2 separate regions of the Zea mays genome follow, and region 2 is linked to region 1. A link is a contact called in public Hi-C data. All regions are on one chromosome and are shown on one strand. Each heading gives the region's core, a stretch centred on a gene start, on an enhancer-like site or on the middle of the called end of the contact. The rest is flanking DNA. Distances are from core to core; before and after follow the strand shown.

What was found. Hi-C and Micro-C count contacts between places; a contact is called where the count stands out from the background.
Region 2: a Hi-C map of ear shows a contact between it and region 1, with 2.4 times the contacts expected there. The contact joins the promoter of LOC100280867 here to the promoter of LOC103654223 in region 1. A contact is called at or near these places in 3 of 25 Hi-C or Micro-C datasets (ear, leaf and tassel).

The regions. Positions count from the first base shown.
Region 1 is chr4:183,049,299-183,056,075 of Zm-B73-REFERENCE-NAM-5.0, reverse strand. It overlaps LOC103654223 (pentatricopeptide repeat-containing protein, chloroplastic-like), which reads right to left and starts at 3,008. Exons shown (of 2, transcript XM_008681053.4): 1 at 2,274-3,008; 2 at 1,031-2,159. The coding sequence starts at 2,921. The coding sequence ends at 1,431. It overlaps LOC100502198, which reads right to left. Exons shown (of 5, transcript NM_001363232.1): 3 at 5,239-5,274; 4 at 4,458-5,159; 5 at 3,514-4,375. The coding sequence ends at 3,839.
Region 2 is chr4:183,218,461-183,224,832 of Zm-B73-REFERENCE-NAM-5.0, reverse strand. It overlaps LOC100280867, which reads left to right and starts at 2,437. Exons shown (of 1, transcript NM_001153787.1): 1 at 2,437-3,257. The coding sequence starts at 2,620. The coding sequence ends at 2,973.

The DNA.
Region 1 (6,777 bases), core at 1,759-4,258:
GCATGATCGCTGCCGATGCGGGTCGCAGCGATGGCGTCTCAGGCCTCCTTGGCAGTCCGCTTCTGGGAAAGCAAAAACTGCATCTCGGGCGGGACTGCAGCAATGAGGGCATCCAGCGCCCGCCGATCCTCGTGGTAGTCGACGTCGTCGTAACGAACTGCTTCCCACATGTGGCGAACCTGGAGCCGTACCCTCATCACCGCGGCCCACTCGACGTAGTTGGTCTTGGTGAGGGTAGGCCACCCACCGCCGGGACCGATGTCCCTGACAATGGCCTGGGCCATGCGGCGACCATGGTACCGATCTGGGGAGGGAGAACCGCGCCGCCTGTAGAGGCCGCGATCTCCATCGACTCGGTCGCAGCCGCCGGGAGCACCGCCGGCGCGTCTACGCCCGTCTGGGCTACCGCCGCGTGCGCCCCCGCCTGGAGCGCCATCAGCGCGTCGACGCCTATCCGGGCTGCCACCACGCGCGCCCCCACGGGGATGCGCGGCTGCCCACTGTGCCGCCTGCTCTCGCGCTGCTTCCCTCGCCAGCCTGAGCTCTTCGTCGGTGTTGTCGTCGACAGAAGCAGAGCTGCCAGCTCTACTGCCGCGCAGAACCTCGAGCTCTGTTGCCACCGCACGTGCAGCATCCGCCGCCTCCGCTGCTTCTACTTCCGCTCTTGCCGCTGCCAGTTCCGCCGCCGCCAACTGTGCTGCCCTCGCCGGTGTCGCTGCAGCCGCTGCTGCTGCTCGCTCGCGTTCTTGTGTCGCGGCGACCTCGGCCTCCTGCTGGCGCCGCGCATTCGAAGTGGCCGAGCGTAGGGACATGGTGGGCTAGTGAGGGGTCGCTGCGTGTGGAAGAGGCTGTCTCAGACGAAAGGCTGCTCGTCTGAGCAAGGGAGGAAGGAACAGTTGGAGCTCTTGCTGCCGACTGAGTGTGGGGAGAGGCGCGGGAATGAGATGAGCACGAGATGTTTAGACTGCAGGATAGTTTGGCTCTGATACCAATTGTAAGTAGAGGGACTCTAACTCTCATCAAGAGGATGACACTATGAGTTGGGGCAATTTTCTGTTTATTTCCTCAAACACTACACAATGTCATACCCTTAGAGGGGTTGGGAACACATATTTATAGCCCTAGGGGCTGCACTACCACACCTTCTCACACACACTACACAACAGGATTGTCCTCTAGATGCTAAAGCGACTACAGAGGACAGTCAAAAAATGACTGATGTCCTCTAGATGCTAAAGAGACTACAGAGGACAGTCAAGCTGTCCTCTAAATGCTAAAGGACTACAGAGGACAGTCAAAAGCAGGCTGTCATCTAGATGCTCAAGACTTATTCCATCACCATTCCTAAATCCATAGGCAAAGGCAAAACGCTGAACCCAGATTGCAGCCTGCAGGCATGGCATCTTCTACGTTAACGCAGTATCAGCAACTCAATCCCCATCAAAGCTGCTGCCTCCATGCACATCACAACCATACCTCGTCATCTCGTGCCAGAGCAGCCCAAGCATCTGTCCGATCTCCCCGGCCAGCGGATGGGACTGATCTCCCGACACGAACTCGTGCACGTCGCCGTCGATCTCCACGGTGCTGTGCCCCGGCCGTTTCTTCACCCCGCGCGCTTTCATCAGGCTTCGGACCTTCCCCGCGCCGTCCCACTTCCCGACGGCTGCGTAGATGTTGGAAAGCAGCACGTAGTTGGCGTCGCCCTGGGGATCCAGCTCGAAGAGGTGCTGCATCATCTGCTCGGCCATGTCCAGGTTCCCGTGCGTCCGGCAGCCTGCGAGGAGTGCCCCGAGCACCACTTCGTTGGGCCGCATCGGCATCGTCTCCACCACGTGCATCGCCTCGTCCAGGCGCCCGGCCCGGCCGAGCAGGTCGACCACGCACCCGTAGTGCTCCATCCGCGCGGCGACACCGTACTCTGTCGTCATGAGGTCGTAGTACCTCAGGCCGTGCTCCGTGAGACCGGCGTGGCTGCAAGCCGTGAGGACGCCGGTGAGCGTCACCGCGTCCGGCTTGAACCCCTGCCTCCGCATCTCCTCGAAGAGCTCGATCGCGTCTGTGCACCGGCCATTGGCTGCGAACCCGACGATCATCGAGTTCCAAGAGACCACCGTCCGCTTCCTAATGGAGCGGAACACCTGCGCCGCGAGGTTCACCTGTCCGCACCGCGCATACATGTCGATCAGCGAGTTGGCGACGCGGACATTGCGCTCCAGCCGCTGCCTGAGCACGAGCCGGTGCACCCACATCCCGAGCCCGAGCGCGCCTACCTCCGCGCACGCAGACACGACGGCGACCAACGTGATGTAGTCCGTCTCGACGCCGTCCAGCAGCATGGCGCGGAAGCAGTCGATGGCCTCGTCGTGGCGCCCGTTCTTGACGAACCCGTCGATGAGCGCCGTCCATGAGACCTTGTCCGGGCCGGGCATCCCGTCGAACACCTCGAACGCGGCGTCGACGAGGCCGTTGCGCATAAGCCCGGAGATCATGGTGTTGTAGGTGACGACGGAGCGGACCGGCATTGAGTCGAACAGCTGGAGCGCCAGATGCGGGAGGCGGGACGCGAGGTAGAACCGCGCGAGGCAGGTGGAGAGGAGGAGGTGGGAGGGGAATAGCTTGAGCGCGCGGGCGTGGAGGGTGAGGGCGAGGGGGCTGGCTAGCGGCGAGGATGGGGAGTCGGCGCAGGCGGAGAGAACGGTAAGTAGCGTGACGTCGTTGGGGGCGGGCGCGGCGGGGGAGGAGACCATAGCGCAGAGAGATGCTGCCGCCGCATGCAGGTCACCCTGTCGCGCCGCGCGCGAGATGGTAGACGTCCAGGAGACGACGTCCCGCGGCGCATGGCGCGGTGCGCGTTGGAATTCTTTCGTGGAGCGCGGAGGTGCGGGGTGGGCGAGAGACGGAGGAGCGGCCGCAGCCATAACACCGGGGTAGTTTTATCTCTCCACGAAAGTGCTTACTGATGCGCTCGCTTCGCCGCCTGTCTCCTTCAGTTCTGTCTGTCCGGGTCCCCGCCGCCTCCAGGCTCCTAGCTTCCATGACATCCTCATCCTCTCGTGCCTCGACAAACTTGCATTTCGACAAAATATCTTCAAAATTCAACAGAAACTTGCACGTGCCATTTCACATGGGTGGTTTAAGCATCTATAAAACTATTTAGGCCACAGTAGAAATAATTTGACCACTCGTTTTTAACTCCACTTATTCTGAACGAAAGCATTGGACAAACATAAGCAAGTTCTGTTGAAGAACTGATACACATAATCGATGCTGCAGGAACTAAATAATGTGTACAACTAAATAGAAATGATACATTGCGCTTCTGAGCATCCTTTTACAACATACATGCATCTGAAGGACTATATGCAAGCAAAACTTTCAATGTAGAGTGGATTCCCACTGAAGAGAAGAACTGCAACCTAGATGATTGAGAAGAGAGGGGAAGAGAAATCATCAGATAACAATCACTGTGGACAATGTCCTTGCACAAAAAGGGTCACAAAAAATCTGCAATGAAATTGCACACTGTATTATATTTCTAAGCTTCCCGATATGAAGTGCCTTGCTCTTGATATCTGTAGCAGTGCGCATAGGAGCACAACTATCAGAACCTAGCCCATCTGATATTCCACTACCAAGGAAAGGAGATATTTTGTTGTCATTCCAACAACTTTGTTTACATATCTTCAGTCCGAGGATGAAAGGAAGCCAAACAAAAAAATCTTCCCTCCTTCGCTACAATGATATACAATTCATATGTGACAAACAGAAAAAACCTTTACACCTTCGCAAAATGGGATTGAGATTACACCGGTAACCACAACCAATCTCTCAATAATCAATCCTCAATATTAATTCCACTGAATCTGGACTTCAAATATTGAACAGCAAGCTCTTTCCAGTCTGACAGAGATGCAAATGGCAGCAAACCAGCCAAGCATGGCAGAATAAGTGACACCAAAATGTAAAATGTGTATCGGCGGGCCCAATATGGCAAATGACCAGCCTTGGTCCTGTGAGTCACAGAAATAGGACCATACAGCATGTGATGTAAAAGAGATGGCCAAATATTTCCAAGTAAATGGATGGAGCAAAGGGCCTCCCAGTATATAAGCCATACATTTCCATCCCCGCCCAGTGTGTCAACACAGCAGCTTCCAAAATAACCACAAAGAACTCCCAATATCATAACATTGAATGTTACTGGCATGTTTGGTCCAGTCATTGCAGAACGCTGGAATATCAACCAACCGATTAGTAGGAGCATCAAAATTCCAAAGAATATCCTTGTTGCGGCTATCACATGGCATTTGAAAAGCAGCAAACCGGAGTTGATTGCTGACACTGAACTTGGCATCCACCAAGATGTATACTCCTGCAACAAAAGGGAGCACATGATATGAGCTTTTCATGGCACTGGAAACAACTAATTTGCATTGGAAAAATCTGGTACATACCCTTGAAATTGCTGCACAAGCTGAAGTAGCAGCAGTTATCCGCTGGTACGAATAAATATATGTTCCATATCCAAAACAGACAGACATGAGTACCACTGCAGTAAGGAGCATATCTATAAGTTTCCTGAAAAGTTCTGCATGCTTTGTATCCTCCATTTCAGTCTTGAATTTCTTCTCTTTGAATGAGGCTTTCTGAAATCCCATATGAACTTTGATCTTCTCTAACATTTGTGATTCAGAGCTCAGAGCTAACTGAGATCGACTCAATTGCAATTTTCTCATAGTAAGTCCTATTTCAAGCTCTTTGAGCTCATTTGAACGAGCTTGCTCATTCAGCGATCTCTCAAATACACTAAGGATGTGCTGACCAATTTCTGGATTAGACCTGCTACAAGTAAGATGAACCAACTGATCATTGATGCCTGTATGAAGAACAATCTGGCTATTCATTGAACTCGAGGGCATGTCAGTCTGGACATCATGTATCTGACTTTGTGAATCAGCACCACCAACCTTTATTTCAGGTAATGAATCAGCACCACCCAACTTGATTTGAGGTACAGAATCATCATCTTTGTAAGAACATTGCTCCACATCTTGCTCAAAAACAGGCGTTTCATTGATAAGGTGAATGGTTCTCAATGTACTACCAAAAGCTTTCTCAAAGTTACTCATGAAGCTATGAAATCTGTCACCATAAATCTACACCGCAAAAAAGGAATATAATAAGCTTATGAGAAGCAGAAACAGAGTAGTGAAAAAGAAACTGGCCAGCACATACATTTGTTAAGGACTCCTTCACTGCCGAGGTACACATCTGCATCCAGAATTGGTGTCAGGACATCCATGGTTTGTTCCAAATAGTAATCATTTTAGGCCTGCTAATGCCTAATGGCAACAAACCCAAACCACACCCAATCCATACCCACATATAGTAACCTTGATATCCATTCCACACCCACTGAAAAACATAAGTAAATTAAACCCAATCCATCCAATAATTTTATTGACCCCAAACCAAACCGCAAATGGGTGGAAAACCATGGAAAACCCATGGGTACAGTCGTAGAGCTTGCTTAACCATAACAGCAACCAAGACTGCTGCACTGTCACTCAGATACTTCGAGTAGAGGGTTTACTCCGTCCATTATCAGAGTTACTTAACCCTGCTGCCACCAGCATCTACTCCAGATTTTTATGGTTCCATTAAAGCATCAAGATTCGATGCTGATGCTACATCTGCAGCAGCACTATTGTTTAGGGTTTCATCCTTTCCAGGGATGAAAGATTAAAGAACATGCCCAACAGCACTAATTTCTAGGAATTGCTCTTCGCATACAGCATAGCCATCATCAAAATTCATACAGATTACAACAACGTACAGCTATAAAAAATATTTATTTTTTTTAAAAAAAGATCTACAACTACGCCAAGCCGCCAACGGCCAACCTCTACTAACTTATGGTGTATATATATATTTGACAAATTAATTCTTATAGGCTCTCTCGTCAGAAACACTCTTGGAAGGGAAGATCAAGAAGTAAAGCTCATAAATCAGAAAAGAAATATTTGCAAACTGGCCCTAAACATGTGCATGCAGAGGCGACGTTGACAAAGATGCCCTCTGCTGCGCAACCTTCGCTGCTCATTCCTGCAAAACAGGGTTTGCAAATTGCAACAGCAATTGGTACTAGCTTGATCGCATTCATGAACATGATTCTCCTTCATATGTAGTAGGGTTTTTTTTAACCAGGACAGATTTCTTCAGCTCTGATGGCGACCTGTTGTCTGGCACTCCTTCGATCAAGTCGTCTCTGACTCTGAGCTGAAACTCCAAAGCTGAACCGTGCCAAGGAAGATCGACCCAGCAATGGGGTCTGGTCCGTCCACACACCGGTGACCGGTGTGTCTCCCCAGAGCAAACCCCGGGCCAGTTGGGATCCAGGAGACCGGCTCTTGGCGCCCGTCAACTTCGCTAAACCCTCATCACATCAGCACCCCGTCCCTGACAGAGATTGATAAAGCTAGCACGCAGCCGCAGGCACAAGCTGCCTGGGGGCAGGACGGCGACGAACCAGACTGAAGAAGATGGACAGGGGACGATGGGGAGGCGCTCGCGTCAAGTCGACTGGCGAGCGGACAAGCGCGGGGGTGGGGGCAGTCGGTGACATGGTCTGTGTCGGGTGGGTGAGGACCCATGGGGCCGACGGCCTGTGGAGAACCCATATACACCCATGGGTATAAACCGTTTCCACCCACAATATGAAATAAACCCAACCAAACCACTTCATAGTTAATTAAAACCCATCACAGCCCATCT
Region 2 (6,372 bases), core at 1,188-3,687, 170 kb before region 1:
ATGCTTCCATCTTTTATAATTCCTTTGAATGCCCTAGTAACATGGTAGACACATGGATCCTCCCTCACGTTGTCTTCCTCACCATGCATAAACATCATTAAGTGGACGCACGTCCTAGTTAACGATAAGACCAGCCTCAACATCTCGTTGATGCACAATTTCAAGGAGATGTAGATCTTGCATGCTCTTTTGTGGGGTCTCCTTGGGAATGATCCTCTCGATCAGCTCCATCAAGTTGTCGGTTACCTTTGGCACACATAAATTTCCTAACGGGCGGGATTATTCATCGTGATGCGTGGGGCGCCATCTTTGTCCATTTCCTCGAAATTTGTGAGGGTACGGCAGCTTGGGTTTAGCCTTGACATGATATCTATCCATACATAGTTCCCGAAAAGTAAACATACTTACCTGCTTCATCATGAAAAAAATACATATACTATGAAAACGAGCCAAAAAAAAAAAAGCTCCAATCATTCAAGATGACAACCTACATACGTACTCCCATGATGATGATGACATTGACATTGTCCGTGAGATCGATGGGCAGCCGTTAGATATATATAGGCACCTGTACCTTTTCTTCAAACCTAGCGAGTTACGTGTTGTATCCAAAGTGGAAGACTGCGAATGATCGATATGTACGTATTCGTGGCGTGTTATTCGTCTCGCTTGATGATCTCTAAGACCGGCTAATCAGGAACCCAAAAGACATATATTATCCGGGGGGGGGGGGGGGGGGGGGGGGGCGAGGGAGGTTGGAATTGAATGCATCCATCACCGTTGCGGTCTACATCGACCGAAAATATCTGCGGATCAGCAACCATCAGCATACAAGTATTCATGCATGTAGTGATGTTGGAGTACACAGTACACACACATTCGTTGGCGAGAAACAACTAGAAGCTAGCGGACACCAACCTCGTTGATCGGTCGGAAAAAAGGAACCAAATCCAAGGATTAGGGTCCGTTTAGTTTGCTTTGGTTACTTTAGTTCAGGAACTAAAGTTTAGTTAGGAGACTAAAATTTAGTACGTTTTTTAGTTACACTGTTTGATAATTTAAAGAGTAAATAAGACTAAAATAGAAGAAATAATCTTTAGTCCCTTTTCAAACCAAACGAAACCTTCATCATATGCCGGCTATATATGACTAAACGGGTCGGCCCGGCCCGACCCAGCACGGCCCGTGGTGGGCATGACCCGTTTTAGGCACGACCCACGAGGCTCGGCTAGTGAATCGGATCGTACCGGACGGGCTCACGTGCCGCTGTAGTGGCTCAGGCACGGCCCGTCGGCCTGGTAGTCGTGTCGGGCCGGCCCGGTAGCACGCTGACCCATCTGAGTATATTGTATAATTTAGCAAAAATATGTAGCTAAGGGGCTCGAACATGCACCCACGTGCATGAGAGACTTAAACACACCCACCTAACCATACGGCTATAATTTTATCGTGTTATATGTTGAATTATTATACTTAATATATTTAAACTATTAATTTTAAAATAAAAATATAACCGTGTCGTGCCCATGCCAACACTACGGGTCGAAATGCCAGCCCGGACACGGCACAATAGTCGTGTCGTGCGAGGCACTAATACTATGCTAGCTAGGTCCGGTCGTGTCTGGATCGTGCTTTTTCGTGTCATGTGACCTGACCCATCGTATTAATGCCAAATGATCATCTATAATGCCGGTCGAGCCCACTCGATTCGATTGGGAGGTCAATGCAATAATACATGCAATCTCCAGCCATCGTGCGGGCAAGCACCAGCAGCCATCATTCATCGATCGCGCGCAGCAGGTCAACTGACGACGCGGCTCGCCAGCCAGCCAGCGTTCCCCCACTCGCCGGGATCTCGATCCCACCACAACCCCCACTCTCCGCCCGCGTGGCCCACGGTCCACAGGAGGACGACGACCCCCGGGCCTGCACGGCGCGCGCCATGTCCTCTCCGGCTCCGATCCATCCATCCACAGCCACCCATCCTCGCCCGTCCATGTCCGTCCGACGAGCAAATGGCAAATGCCACACCGTAGCAGGGCATCGATAAGGCTACCTTTCCTTCGTCCTCACCGTCACGGCGTCGCGGCCACACCACCACCACCGGTACCACCACCACCAAGACTGGCTCGCGCGCACGACACGCTAGCCCGACGCGACCGCACGGCACTGTGGTGACCCCGCCCGGCCGTCAGTTCAGATGCAGCGGATGAAACGAAGGTTTTAGTGCGATCTCTCTCACCCAGCCGGAGATGAGGCCTGAAAGAGGGGCAAGGAACACCGGCTTTCCTTTCCGTTGCAACACAAAGGACGTACTGGTACGTGCACTCGCACCCCCGGCCACTAGCTAGCCAGGCATTACCGCACTTAACTAGCGGCGGGTCCCTCGGTCGGCCGGCTCCCTATAAAAATTAACCACCACGAGTGCCACGAAACACCTCGCACCACACCGGGCGCTCTAGTGCGAACGCTGTGCTTGGGCCTGCACTGCACCGGTCGCGCGCGGCCTGCGACTGCGAGCCGAGGAATCCAAGAAGCCGGGCCGGCCGGAGTGTCGATCGTTGTTTCCGCCGGTTGCGAGATCGGAGCCAGCAAGGACAGGTCGTCGTGGGACTAGCCATGCTGCACGCCGAGGAGAAGAAGGGGAAGGTGAAGAGAGGGTGGCTGGCGGTGCGCGTCGGGGCGGCGGAGGGCGACGGCGGCTCCCAGCGGTTCGTCATCCCCATCGCGCACCTGTACCACCCGCTGTTCCGCCGCCTGCTGGAGGCCGCGCGCGACGCCTACGGCTACGACTACTCCGCGGGCCCGCTGCGCCTGCCCTGCTCCGCCGACGAGTTCCTCCGCCTGCGCGCGCTGGTCGAGCGGGAGACGCCGCCGCACGCGGCGCCAGCGCCCGCGTCCTCGCACCGCGTGCACGAAGGCGGACACTACTCTACCCTCTCCCCGTGCACCCGCGCCAAGGTCACCTCGTGATCGATCACGGCCGGCCGGCTGGCCGACCTGCATGATCGGCTCGTCGAACTCGGCTTTCCTACGCGCGCGCGCGGCGACCGCGAAGAAGTTTCCCATGTCTGGTGGTGGTGTACTGGTATGTAGTGTAGAGATTAGTTAGCCCGGCCGTGCATGCATGGGGGTGGGTGCTTCCTCTTTGATCTCCAGTTTTGGCTGTTTGGTCTTCTCTTTTTCTGCGTTTGGTTGTGCAGGCGCATGTGCTGTGTACTAAAGAATTAACAGATGGATCAGCGTATGATTACTACCGTAGCTGAGTTAACACTCAATGCATACAGTTGCAGTTCATCATCAGTCCTGGCCACTTGGAAATCCAGCAGCTACCTGCAGGTTCTAGAAAGACAGCTGTCGGAGAGCAAATCTCCGGCCGGGTGGCGGAGTGCACCCGCCCTAAATCCTAAGATGAGGAGGGGCTTAAGCGTTTTGCTTGTTAGTTGGAAAATTGGGAAGAAACACTAGAGCACACAAGGAATTAGAGTGGTTCGGGCCGCCGGAGCGTAACACCCTACTCCAATGTGTGATGTATTGCTTGAGAGCTTGTATGAACTTGTGAGTGTCTGAGTGAGCCTGAAAGATTGAGCCTGTGTATAACGTTGCATGACTCCCCTTTTATAGTTGAAGGGCGGCATGCACAAAGGTACTGAGCCCCGACATGTGGGCCCAGAGACATAAAGAATATAGCGCTTGAAGCCATAAATGTTTGTTGCTGGGGCAATCTTCTTGTGCCCTGACGCCCGAGATCTCCGTATCCTCGGCGTGCAAGGGAAACTTCTTGTAGAAGGGATGATGAATACTGTGCGCCGCTTGACATGAGTGCACTGTTCACCAACAGACTGGTCAGGCGCGCCGTCTGCTGGGTGACCCTGACGCCATCTGCCGACAGATTGGACAAGACGCATTAAATGCTGCGAGGGCGCATCACCCGTCAGCGTAGTGGCAGGCGGCGCGTCCTCTCCGCAATAAATGCAAAGACTGCACAGCTGTATGGGCCTTACGTCAGGCTCGACCCGTTGGCTTATGTCACGGGCCACAAGCCACGCGGCCGCGGCGGGTTTTCGCCTGAGCGGGGAGCGCAGGGCAAGGTCTGGGCACGTGTCAGCACCGGACCCTTGCCTGTGTCGGGGTCCTCCCCGTACCGGGACCTTGCTGAGGCCCGGACCTCTCTCGGGGGGGGGGGGGGGGGGGGGGGAGGGCTGGGACCCACCCGGGGGACCCGGCATGTCTCCTCGGGAGCTCCGGTCTCGTACTCACAGGGGTCCGGTGTTCCTCTGCGGAGGTCCGGACCCAGCGGTGCATCCCGGGATGTATTATCCTTCCTTGCCACGTGGTGCCCTTAGGCCTGCCCATGTGGTGGGGTCGGGTGCAACTCTCCGTGTGACCTGGAGGTCTCGTACGTGTGCAACATCTTCATACTGTAGAAGAGGGTACCCCTGATTCAGGGTACCGACAGTGGCCCTCGGGCCCGCCTCAGGGGAGGATGCGAGCCTGTAGGTGGGGCCAGAGTCTGATTTGCGGTTGGCCTGCTGCTCCTGTGCGCTCGTTGGCGCAATTACTGCCGGCCCGCCTATGGTCGTGCCGTCTGCCACGCCTATTCCCACGGCTGACTGGCCCGTGACCATCGTACTTAATGTCACTGTTGGGCCACGCGTGGGGCGCCTCGAGTCGCTGCACTGGTTCTGAAAAACTTAACTTTTCAGACTTCCGTGACGGCCCCGAGAAGACGTGGCATTGGCGCGAGCGGCGGTGCGATTTTTACACACTCAGTAACCGGCGCGCCGGTTGCATGACATGTGGGCCTGAGCCCCCGTGTTGGACCGCCGGTTGCAGCGAAGCGGAGGGGGCGCACAACCGCGGGGCGGTTGTCCGCTTCTTGCGTGGCGGTTCGCCTTTTTAACCGCTGGTTTCAGCGAAGATGAAGGGGCGCTTAACCGCGGGGTGGTTGCATGCTCCTTGTGCGGCGGTTCGCCTTCCTGACCGCTCGTTGCCCCGAAAATGAAGGGGCATAACTGCGGGGCAGTTGCACGCTCCTTCTTCGGGTCAGTCTGTATGACATGTGGGGCCTGGCCCCCGTGTCATAAGGTGGGAACCCTGGTGCACGTCGGGGGAGACTTTGCCTGTGACGCTTCAGGGGCGCGAGTGGGGAGATCTGCCTTTAAACAGGGGTCGATCTCCCGGGTAGTAGCCATGCCTCGCTCCTTTTGTATCTATCACGCCCTTCCACCTTCCGGACCTCCAGATGGAGTGCGCCGGTGTTCTCTGGAGGAATCCGCATCAGGGCCGTCTCCTCCAGCGATCTCATCGCCGAAGAGCTCGCGTTCGCGGTGGTGCCACCGATCTTGTCTTCTTCTTGTTGCTGTTAGAGGAGTGCAACCCCATGGGGGTTGACATTCTTCCGCCATCGCTCGGCTTCAAGGATTTTCATCATGTAGCCCGGCTGCAACCCCCACCGGTGGTCATCTAGAGGGATGACCACCAGCCTTGTGGTGGAGAGAAGCGAGCCGGGCTGCGGCCTCCCCCCTGCCCTCAGCTTCAAGGATGTTCATCATCCGTGCTGGGGAGGGGGGCGAGCCGAGTTGGGGTCCTGCCTTCCGCATAGGCTGCCGGCCCGCTTCTTCCTCCAACATTCAGGGGAGAAGGGCGTTTGCCAGCCTTGCGAAGGAGGCAAACTCCGGGTACGCGGGGCCGGCCGTCTGAGGCACCGTCAGCTACCGCGTGTCTGGCTCTTCGGCCTGGGTGGCTTTGGTGCCGCCTCCGGCGCTGCCTCCTGCCGCTTGGATGAAGTGTGGCTGCCCGTCCACTGCACGGGTGACGGTTGCGCCGTGCGCAGGTCGGCCACATCCACGGCTTCTCCCGCGCCACCGGCCGCACCGGGGGGACGTACAAGACGTCGTACGCCGCGGGGGCGGCGGCGGCGTTCTTGGATGGTCTTGTCCTCACTCTCGCAGTGAGGACGGGAGCGAGGACCTCTTCGCGCGGGCTGGGGTGGACGCCATTCGCCGGTACAGCACTGGTGCGCAGGTGGCCGCTGTCGTCGGTGCTGAGGTGGTCGCCGCCGCTGGTGAGGCTCCCCACTGCAGAGGTGGTTGCCTCTGCTGGCGAGACCGTCAGTGCCACCTGCCACTGGGCCCCCGACTCTTTGGCTTTAATGGCCTCGTTGCCGCCCCCCGTAGGAAGACGGGGGCGAGGACCTTTTCGCAGTGGCGCATGTGTCTAAGCAGTCGCCACTGCTGGCGAGTCGCTCGGAGCGGAGGTTGTTGTCGCTGCTGGTGCAGAGGTGGTCGCTGTCGTCGGCGATCCGTCGATGCAGAGGTGGTCGCCGCCGCTGGTGAGGCTACCCGGAGCCAGCTTCCAGCGCGACTCCTG